Regions from separate parts of the Anas platyrhynchos genome. Here region 2 is linked to region 1. The links are chromatin contacts, called in public Hi-C maps. All regions are on one chromosome and are shown on one strand. The core of a region is the stretch at or near the end of the contact, and the rest is flanking DNA. Distances in the headings are between cores, read along the strand shown.

Region 1 (6,025 bases), core at 786-3,285:
AACTTTTAAACCAAATAGTTTAAATATATCAATATTTCAAGCTAAATAGTTAGCAATTTGGTGGAATGAAGTTAGAGACAAACAACGCCGTTTTGCCATGTTGGAAATGTTCTCAGGGCTCCCCGAGGAGCCCGAGTCCTTCCATGCGTTGAGAAGGGAATTTCATTTGCTGCATTATCAACCTGCTTAGGCATTTATTTATTTTTTGCTCTTCCCTCTAATTTGCTTAAGTTATAACCCCCTGAAATTCTTCAATCTGGATGGTCCAAGGAGAGAGATCCGATCCCAGGCAGCCACCCCTAGGACAGAGAAGCGAGCGGGGAAGGAGCGCAGCCAGCGGGGTCAAACACCAAACCTCCCCAGCTCCGAGAGGTTTCAAATGGGTCCTTCAGATCTCCTACACGCCAGACAGACAGCCCTACGCCACCGAGAAGGATTAACCATGCCTTTTTTGCATTCCTCTGGGTTTTTATGCGCAGTCTGTCCTGCCAGGAAGAGTCCCTTGGGAATGGGAACCGTGCTCACGCTGAGAAGTGGTGGCAAAGGGCTCAAAGGGGAAGCAAACCAGAAAGATGTCAGAAGAAAGGTGCAGGAATATGCAGGGATCAGGGCAAGCTTCTCAAAGGTGCTTTGAAGTCAGGTATGGTGGGATGACAGGAGGGAACCTAGGGGCTTGCCCCTACGCCCTCCTCATTTCTTCCCCGCACTACTTCCAGAGCTGTCTGCCTCCTCAGAGGCCAGGCCAGCTCACCAAGCTAACAGAAAATAAGTAAATAAATAAATACGACTTCATTTTTACGCCAGTTTAATCGGTTTATAAAGCGAGCTCTCTGTGCAATGTGCCCTTTCCAGACTTCAAATAGCCAGGACTCCCTGAAATATCCACGTGTGTGTTTTTACACACATGGACGTAACACAAGCTGACACACACTGTGTACACTTACACACAGCGTAAACACTGCTTGCAATTGAGAAGTGAGATTCCTAAGTCTCATTTACAGAATTTAAAAAGCTCTGGACGGTAAGAAGAGAGTAACACAGAACTAAGGCAAGTGGTTGATCGACCACGGATAACCATCCACAGTGGTGAATTAGGAATTAAGTAAATGAACACTGAAATATAATGAAATGTACTACATTTAGAGATATAAACTGCATTTATTAAAACGTTACTTACACATTTTGAAGAACTGGCACACTTCCTGCCATGTGACTGTACAACAGCAGCCTTAAAATATTCTGGTGAGAAATCTGAGACGCCTGCCACTTCACGGGTAGGAATTACACGAGGCTATACTAAAAGCAAATGTCTAAAAAGAATTAGACAAATAATCGTGAAGCACTGAAGGAAGACTGACATTAGTCAATCACCAACTTGGAGATGAAAATACTGCTTTAACTGTGCTATTCTGTAAGCTGCCTGATTTTTCTAGAGCTGAAACAAATACCAGGCAGACAAAACCTGAACCAATTTAACATTTGTTAATTTGGGTATGTATTTATCCAGCAAGAAACCATTCAACTCATCTGTACGCTATTGCCAGAGAGTTCTTTGGCTCACTTCACATCCTGGGTATCAAGCCTCAGGTTATAAATATCTCTAAAGGACTTAGCAACAGTCACCTACAATCCCCGAGTGCCAGAAGTTTGCTCTCCCAACGCGCGATGCGTTTGGCAGCGCAGTTTTTACTTTAATTATCTTTGTGTTTCTTTTCTGAACCGAGCACAAGCCAAACTGCGCCACTCAGCACGCTCTCTCAGTCAAAACAAACCAAGCCCAAACATGTCCGTGAATTTCCTTCCTCAGCCACGTACAACATTTGCCTGTCCCCCCGGCGTGCCGGCCGCGGCCGGGCTGAGTGACGCTGGGTGCGAACGCCTCGTGTCACCGCCGGCCTCTGTGCCGCGGAGCCAGGAGATCCAGGAGCTCACTGCCAGGGAAATCGCGCTCAGCAGCCCTGGCTAACTGCTGCCCTTCGGTTCCCTTTCCAGCACGTTGCTTTTCAGGAGCCTGCAGCTCGAAATTCTCCCTGTACAACAGTGCAGCTCCTTCACATCGCGAGCAGCTGGCAGCGAAGCGTTACCGTAACGTGGACCTGAAGCCAAGGAAGCCCATCCCCTGCAAGCATGCTGCACAGTTAACAGCTCAAGATGTTTTTCTGCATTACATGCATGTCTTGGTTTAAACCCTCCCCAAACCCCTTCCTGCTGGAATTCCTTCCCCATCTACTAAAACAAAACACAACTGAAGGGGAGGGGGGAGGAATTAAAAATTATTCTTCGAAAGAGAAATGCATGGCAAAGAGGGACCACATGGAAATCTCATTAACAGCTTGTGAGATGGGGAGGTAACGAAGGAGCTGCAGGGAGCAGCAGCTGGAGGTGCTGCAGCCCCACGCTCCCTGCCCTGCAGCTGCTCCATGCACAGGCACTGCGCACTACGGGGCAGAAATTCCTTAGCGGTGCTAAGGTTTTATCTATTTTTCCCCAAAACTCTCGAAAGAAAATTAGGTACGGCACATGAAATTACAGGGTTTAAGGTTTTTTGATACAGGAAAAGGTTTGAGACGGTAAAAGAACAATAGCAATCAGCAATAGGAAGATACACCTGACGGGAAAATTCAGAATTACAGCATTGAACTATTCCTATGTTTAATTTGGTACTCGGTGAGCCCGCTGAGCTGCCCCCACCGAAAGCTGCGTATTCCCAGCCTGGCTCTGGGAGGGCTCTGGAGGACCAGGGCAGCCAGGCACACTTTGGGAACGCAGCTCGGTGAGTGACAGGCACACGGTAGGTGCAGGGCTTCTCTGTTAGTTCCTCCACTTACCCTACCCCACGGGGCTCCTGCAGCACTGGGAGGTGAGGGCTGGCCCCCAGCAGCAGCAAGGGACGAGGCAGGGGCGAAGCTCCTGCCACCGGGATCCGAAACAAATTTTACACAACAGAGCGTCTGCTGCTACAGATTGTATCAGCTCCTGGTGTGGACGCAGCGCTTGTTGGCAGAGCCGAGCACAGCCACAATCCAAGAGACAAAAGGAAGCCAAAAAGAAGTTCCCTTCTCTCCACTAACTGCCCATACATTCGTTTTTGCCATCATGGAGATGATGACCACAAAGCATGAAAAATTCACGCAGCAAAATGAAGCACACCAAAAATGTTGGGGAATGTGTTTGATTGCAACAAGCACAGCACTCGTCCTGCATCACCTCCACACATGCCTTGAAAGATTTCACCCAAAGCCAAGAAGGCAGCACCACCTCTTCACACTTTTAGGTTTTAAGCAGGAATCCGGCCCATGCTGCCCATGTCACAGGTACAGACACACACAAAGCTGTGACCCGCCACCAAATTGAACAGCTTTCTGCGATGCCTGATGCCTGGGCTGGTGGTTACAGACCTCTCTGCTGAGCAAACATCTTCATTTCATTCATGTTCTTCTGGACACACAGGCTGGGTCACAGCAGGCAGGTCCACAGCAGGGAACCAAGAACAACCACTTTCTCCATTTTCCTTTTAAACATACAACGCCAGTCGCATTTCATCAGCACACTTCACTGTGATGTGGCCCAGGTTTCCAGAAGGAAGAACAATCCCATGGAGGTGAGCCTGACACCTGAGCCACCAGGGCAGGGAAGCAGGGAGGCAGAGGAGGCACGCAGCCCGTGAGTGAGACACGGGACAAATGACAACCTGCGTGCCATGCACACCTGTCTGGACTCGCAGTGAAGTCGAGCAGAACGACTTACAGAGGCCTTCACCCAGCCAGGCCCCAGAGCGCTTTACAAACCTCGGGGAAATGCTCTTTGTTAGCTCAAAGGTGTGGAGATTTTCCCCTCCTCAACAACTCCTGGCCTTTCTTTAACCAACTTATCCTCCTTCCCTAGGAAATCACAGCGATTTTGTCACGTTCCAGCTGATGTACTTTGTATTTTACAACATCCTGCATTGTATTGTTGCTCCTCACAAACCTCCAAGCGTTTTTCCACCACCGCCTCCTGGAGAGGCAGCCACCAACAAGGAAGCCGCGGCTGAAGGCGACTGGATGGGGCTAGGACAGTGCAGGTAGGAGCAAAGAACCATTTTCTTATAAAGATGTTGCCAGACAAGATGAGAAAGGCTTTTTGTAATTGGCCCTAACAGAAAATAAATTTGCTGTTCCTTTATTTTTCTGCATTAGCAATCATATTTCCAGGCACCATTGTTTTGTCACTGCTTTGCTAGCAAGGCTTTGTTTTGATCATCCTATCTGCATTTGGAACTGAGAGTTTATTCCCTCCTGGCCAAGATATTTTTCTCTTTATGACTGAGGGTACACACTTGGAATTAATTCAGTCTTTTCAGTTGGGGTCAGGCTGCTAACCAACAAGGAAAAACAGAGAGTTGGGTTCATCACAAAACAGCTGATCTCAGAACAGAGCCCGAGATCTGTGGCAGCAGAAAGGAATTACTTGAGATCCTGATGCTGCCAAGACAAGAACTTTTTACATCAGGTGCCTTTAGGTACCGTGGAGCTCACCAACAGCTGAGGTGTTTGGAAATAAAAGTCTGCAGTACTTGAGTGTTAAACAAGTGGCAAACAGATCCCACCAGAACCAGCACTGTTCCTGTTGAGGTTCGGGAAGGGACCAGCTGTCTTGGGACAAATCAGGCTCCCCGGACATTTAATCCACGCTGCCAGGCTCACACGGAGACTATTTTTGGAAGTGTCTCCCTCTTGTTCCAGCCCCTGGTCCGGACAGGTTGCTGAACACTTCCTGAGCAGACCTGCCAGGATGTTGTGATAAGCTCTGACCACAAAAAAAATCTCCATGGGTTGTCTTTTTTTTTTTTTTTTAATAATTCATCTTATTCATATTAGTTGGCTTTCTTAATTAAGAATAAAAAAAAGAAGAAACAACAAATGAGCAAACACCAACTCCAGAAGGTTAATAAGCCTAAGCAAGTGTGTGTCGGACTGTGGCAGCCACGGAGTAGCTCCTGCATTTGTTAGGAGAAGCTGACAGTTTTTGCAAGGTCTGCAGAGAGGAATTTTGTTTAACTGCACCTGAAAGCCTGAAGTTGCTCTGCTTCCCCTTAATCTTTCCGTGGGATCAGCACCGCAATCACGTATTCCACAGGGCTTTTGTCAGGTTGCTATCTTTTAAAAGGCTAGATAAAGTTTTTGGCTGCTCCTTTGGCCTTAAAAACAGCAGACTATTTTAGGCTTTTTGTGTTGTAGGATAAAAACTCTTTAAATGATAATATGATTCTTATTTCCCTGGAAAACACCTTCCTTGGTGCACTATAAATTCAAAACCTTTCCAAATAGTTTAAAGCCTGCTCTCTACCTTGCAGGAGCTGCTATTATGCTCTTTTTGCACTTGGCTTTCCTGATGAAAAAATAAATTAAAAAAAACCACCAACATTGTTACAAATGGGGAAAATGCCACAACTGAGGTTTTTTTAACCATTTGCTGCCCATACAGATCTGAAACTAAACATTCTCCATTACATAAACATGCTGATTTTAATCTGATTTTTCATAGCCCACTGCCCTATTTCTAAACAGAAAACTTTATTCTTACACATTTCCATCAGTGAGGTTCATTTGCTCATTTATACACGTACCTAAATTAAAATTAATAGGAAAATAGGAGCTTTACTAACTCTCGAGTGACACTATGTGTAACTTTAAAAACATACAACATTATAAGCTTGAATCTCATTCACTTCCACAAACCTTGAGATCAGCTTCAGGACCTGTCTGACCCCATGTCAGTAAGGCTATTTTACATTTTATTTTCTTTCATTTAAATGTTTTGTTTTGTTTGTTTGTTTGTTTTTCCTATTTTGTTCTGGGTGAAAAATCCACAGGAGAAAAATCTCTGGCCATTCAGTGGAAAGTTAAATGAGGTTTCTGAACAACATGCCGATAATGCAGAGCATAATAACCACAATTTAGCACAACAACAGAAGTTTTGTAAGCAAAGATTGATCTTCCAGCACACAATAACATTTCCATTCTTCCTTGGTTTTCTACCCCAA
Region 2 (5,339 bases), core at 1,675-4,174, 46 kb after region 1:
AGGAGAGAGGCAGGGGTTTGGGCTCGGCTGCAGATATCACTGACCTAGGAGGAAGCTGACGGAAGAAATTCAGGTTGCCTCTGCACTGAAAAATGCACGGTTGATTTGCGTGACCACCAAAGAACTTCTTATAAAGATGAAGGAGCACAAAGCAGAACTGACGCTGTGACAGGCACCAGAGGGGCATCTTCCAAATGAGTTTGCTATGAAACAAACCTAGATCTGCTGTGATCTCCTGACAGCCCAGGAGTTACCAGTGGTGGTGCTTTATTATAGCTCCCATACTCCACTAGTGGGCTGGGATCACTGGAATAGCTTGTTCAAAGAACATCTTTGCCAAATTCTATTCCAAGATAAAAAAGTTCTCAGTCAAGTCTTTTGGTCAGGTGCTTTATCCGTACTCTGCATTTTTTTCAGTAACATCTTTTGACTGTTTCATTCTCTAAACTACAGTCACTTAAAGGTTTTTAATCTTTTTGGTTAGTTGATTGGCTTTAAATTAAGATATAAGCCACTGAGAACACAGTAGCTTAAAGAGGAGGAAAAGAAATGGCCAGTGACCGGTTACCAAAAAATAAAAAATACTGCTATTCTCACCTATTAAGCTATTAAGGCACATTGACCGTTTTGAGCACAAGTAAAGAAATGATGATATTTAAAAGCTACTAGCTCGTATGATCTAAAATAGCAGCTTCTGGACCAAAGAAAGAAGATACAGGTCATATACATGTATTGCAATATACACGATACTAACAACGAAAATAACCGTGAGGTTCATTAGTCTCTTCTCTTTTGCTGCCCTCCTGCTCTGCCCTGCAAGATGCCAGCCCGAAAGCATTCCCAGAGCAGCCAGGTTCACAGAGAACAAAGCAGTCAGCACACACAGCTCAGCTGCACCTCCAGTTGTATTCTGCATCAGCGGGCTTCCAGTGATTCTCATGAGGCACCCTGACCTTCACTGGCATTTTGTCTCCTGGAGTCCTGCAGCACAGTGCTAGCCATGAATTCTTACCATTTTAGTATCCACGAGAGCCCAAGGAAAGGAGTTCCAGCATGTAATTAGGTGCTGTGATGGACACCCCCAGTGTTTTTAACCCACTACCATTTGTGGATGCTTGCTTTTATTGGAGAGGACACTGAACACCTAACCCTACCTACCCTCACTATTTGGGTATTAATGCTCAATTAAAAACAAACACAGAACACATCGGTTTAGAAGACTGTAACCAGTTCTCTGTCTTTTACAAGGGTAATCACCTTTGTTACAAACCTAACCACTTTAATGCCAGCACACCAGTTCAGCTTCTTTTACTTGCCACAGACTAATACTTTCATGCCTGTGTAAAATACTTATTCATAGATTAAAGTTGATTTTATGGCGTCACAATGCGTTTAATTTGTATTTACTTCCAATGGAGAGCACTGGTATCTACCATTACATACCTCATCAGGGTTTTTATCCCAATCTCTCAGGAATCCAATCAGAAAAAAATACATTAAAAAGAAATCATGTTTGTTGAACACACAATAACTTAGTGCTAATGGCTAGCAGGAAAAAAAAACCATAATTTCGATACAAACTAAAACAACTTGAAAGACTTGGTAGTTCCCCCAACTAACTTCCTGATAATTAGATTAAGACGTGTAACTGTTTACTTTCTGTGACAAAGAAATGTATTTTCTTACCCTGCTCATTAAAAGTATGATATTAAATGGCCAGAAAAACAAACTCAGCCAGTGATAAGCCTGACAGGGTGGTATTTCCATAAATCCTAATGTGATAAAGTGTTCAGTTAGACGCTATAATTATGAACTGTATGCAAATGAAGCACACGCTGCCATGCACATGGCTGAGTAAAAGGGAACTTGTCTGCTCTCTACCGCAGGCTTAACTCCTCTTAACTCAGGGCAACAGCTCTGAAAGCAGGCCAAGGAAAGTTGATGCACTCCCTCATTCTCCTTTCCACAAGGAAAGGAATTCCCAGGCCACGTCCACAGAGCAGGGCAGGCTGAGTTTCCTGTTGGCGTGGCTAGGAGCAGTGACACGTTATGTCAGCAGCACGATTTTTTTCCACGTACACGCTGGCTGCAGCAGAACCAGAGGCCGGCGGGCGATGGGAGCCGAGGCGCAGCCACAAGCTGGAGGTGCTGCACCCGGGTAGACACCCGGCCTTGCGGAGCAGCGAGCTGGGGCTCTGCTTTCAAGGCTGTGCACAGCTCCCTGACCGCTCAACACCGACTGAATAAACCCAGGAGGCAATTAACAAAGAAATTAACAGAGTGGAAAACGGAGTTTTGGCGGCTCTCAGCACCAAAGGGCCCGCAGCCCCTGGTCATTCAGCCTCCCTGCCCCGGCCGTACCTTGCTGTCCTCGCACTGCTTCACCTGCCCGTCGCGGGCCTGCAGCTGGCTGCTGAGGTGGCTGTAGTCGGCCTCCTTCTGCTCCAGCTGCTTCCTGTGCGAGTCCACCTTGCCCAGCAGGTCCGAGTTGCGCCTCTCCAGCCGCCCGCGGGCCACCTCGGTGCGCTGGGCCTGGCTCTGCAGCTCGGCCAGCTCCTCCCGCAGCAGCGCCTGGCGGGACGAGGCGCTCCAGCAGTTGAAGGCGAGCACGGCGATGACGGCCAGCAGCGCCACGAAGACGAAGGAGGGCAGCCGGCCGCCCCTGCGGTTGGCCCCGAAGCCCACCATGGGGGAGAGGCCGCGGGGCGGGGGCGTCGCCGCTCGCCGCCGCCGCCGCCTCCGCCTGAGGGGAACCGCGGCCGGGGCCGCTCTGCCCCCGCTGCCGGGGCTCCCAGGCACCGACTCCGGCCGGGCCGGGGACCGGGACGCTGAAGGGGATGGGGCCGGGGACGGGGCCGGGCCGGGCCGCGGAGCCGCGCTGGCGGCGCGCCGCCCACCCCCCTCCCCTCAGGCCCCTCCCCGCCGCTTCCGCCGCCCGGCCCCTCTCGCGAGATGGCCGGGATATCGCGACAGCGCCGCCGCCCGCTCAGGCGGGAAGGGGGCGGCCCGCGTGCGCTTGGTGGTTGAGGGGGGGGTGTGAGGGCCGTGAGGCGCCCCGTGAGGGCAGCGCCTGTTTGTGACCAAAGCTCCAGTAAAGCACCAGGCCCCGGCTCCCCCCGCCTCTTTTCTCCCTTGTGTTGCTGTGGCTGAGGGAGGGGGGACCCAGCTCCAGCCCCAGCCCCGAGCCCGTCCTGCCCCCGGGGCCGCCGCCTCAGCGTGGCGAGGGGGTGACGGGGGAGCCACACACGGCTTTAAGCTCTGGAGAATCCTCTTTGGTAGTGGGATTTAAGCAGTGGTGGTGCTGCGCCCCTCCAGCAGCCCTGTGACCACACTCATCATCAGTGGCACGGGGCTGTTAGAGGTGTCGGAGAATTTGGGGAAACAGAACGGGGTCCCTGGGGCAACTGGGAGGAGGAAGAAGAAAGAATGAGGCTGAAGAAATAAAGCATAAAAACAAATGTTTCCCATGGTACAGCATACGTGGCACAGGGTCTGTCGGCTGCGATAGCGGTGTTTGGGCAGGCGCACGGCGTTGTCGTTCCATCGGGTGCCGTGCCCAGCTCCTATCTCGCACGCCAGCATTTGCATCTTGGCACTCGTAATTGCGGCTGCGTGGGGAGCCAATTAATCTCAATTTGCCAAGCTGCTTTCTGCAGATGGCGGTGTAGATTCACGGTCTGTATCTGCTGTTGCAAATTTTATAAAGCCAGTCACAGGTTTCCGAGCCTGTTCTGTTAAGCTCGTTCTTTCTGGTACACTAATTCTATGCAAACCTGGGCGCTGTGAGAAGGGAAGTGCTCGTCTAAATGACATAAATACAATATTAAACATCAGTTTGAGCCCGGAACTATGTCTGGGTTTCACACCTGGTGACTCTCACCGACCTGTAGAAGTCTGCTCAGAAATGTTTCTCCTCATGTACCTCTCAGCACTGTTTCCCCTCTCTGGTGCGAGCTCTGCTGCGGAGCTGGCAGCGAGCGATCTCCCTGGCAACAGGGAGCTTTGTGAGCCTGGGGGAGAGCTGCCTGTGCACGTTTTTTGTGGTTGCCTTTGCATATCTGAGAGGTGAGGCAATAGCAAGCGGTTTTCCGATTAATTTGCATTTCATTTCAGGCCCCGTGATCCATTCCTAGTCTGTTCTGTGCCTTGCTGGAATGGCTGTGTTCTTGCCCAGCCTTCCCGAGCTGTGGTCTAGTGTTTGACCATGATCTTACGCCAAGTGTTGGAATAATCTGTTGGCATCTTCAGCTCAACCTCTGCCCAGGAGCTTGGCTAGTCCTTCAGAAAGGTTTGTCTTGGCTTCTTTGACCTCACCATAATACAGTGGTAATGGAAAGATCCATTGCCTGTTATACACTTCATAGCTGTCATTGTGAGACACAAAGCGAGCACAGCTAAGCTTTAAACACCATACGTGCCTTGGAGGAACTGAAGGATGCTAAGAAGAAAAATTGTTCATGACTGAATCAAAACCTTACATGCTCCTATATCTTTCTACTTAAGAACTGCTCTGTAAGAGTAGTCATAAAGTATTCAAATTTAGCATCCTTGCAGAAACAAAGAAAAAAAATATCAAAATATACAGTAGTAATGCTTAACTTTGGAAAGGGGAGATATTTCACAGAATCTCTAGGTTGGAAGAGACCTCAAGATCATCGAGTCCAACCTCTGACCTAACACTAACAGTCCCCACTAAACCATATCCCTAAGTTCTACATCTAAACGTCTTTTGAAGACTTCCAGGGATGGTGACTCAACCACCTCCCTGGGCAGCCTGTTCCAATGTCTAACAACCCTTTCAGTAAAGAAATTCTTCCTAACATCTAACCTAAAACTCCCCTGGCGCAACTTTAGCCCATTCCCCCTCGTCCTGTCACCAGGCACATGGGAGAACAGGCCAACCCCCATCTCGCTAGAGCCTCCTTTAATATACTTATACAGAGTGATAAGGTCACCCCTGAGCCTCCTTTTCTCTAGGCTGAACAAGCCCAGCTCCCTCAGCCGCTCCTCATAGGACTTGCTCTCCAGGCCCCTCACCAGCTTCGTCGCCCTTCTCTGGACCCGCTCAAGCACCTCGATGTCCTTCTTGTAGCGAGGGGCCCAGAACTGAACACAGTACTCGAGGTGCGGCCTCACCAGAGCCGAGTACAGGGGGACGATCACCTCCCTAGCCCTGCTGGTCACAGTGTTTCTGATACAAGCCAGGATGCCGTTGGCCTTCTTGGCCACCTGAGCACACTGCTGGCTCATATTCAGCCGACTGTCCACCATCACTCCCAGGTCCTTCTCTGCCTGGCAGCTCTCCAGCCATTCCTCTCCCAGCCTGTACCTCTTCTTGG

Evidence for each region. Hi-C and Micro-C count contacts between places; a contact is called where the count stands out from the background.
Region 2: a contact with region 1 is called in a Hi-C map of small yellow follicle, with 1.8 times the contacts expected there. The contact joins the promoter of GOLM2 here to the enhancer-like site in region 1. A contact is called at or near these places in 2 of 8 Hi-C or Micro-C datasets (small yellow follicle and subcutaneous adipose tissue).

What each region holds. Positions count from the first base shown.
Region 1 is chr11:24,479,531-24,485,555 of IASCAAS_PekinDuck_T2T, forward strand. The region is part of intron 1 of CTDSPL2 (CTD small phosphatase like 2); the gene reads right to left. Among named protein-coding and RNA genes, the nearest start is that of CTDSPL2, 12 kb to the right of the region's middle. Within about 2 kb of position 2,036, at least 3 of the 8 cell types and tissues checked have an H3K27ac peak or open chromatin away from gene starts, as enhancers often do. A contact at or near this core is called in small yellow follicle, where this site is marked.
Region 2 is chr11:24,525,090-24,530,428 of IASCAAS_PekinDuck_T2T, forward strand. GOLM2 (golgi membrane protein 2) reads right to left here and starts at 2,925. Exons shown (of 9, transcript XM_027465624.3): 1 at 2,362-2,925. The coding sequence starts at 2,688.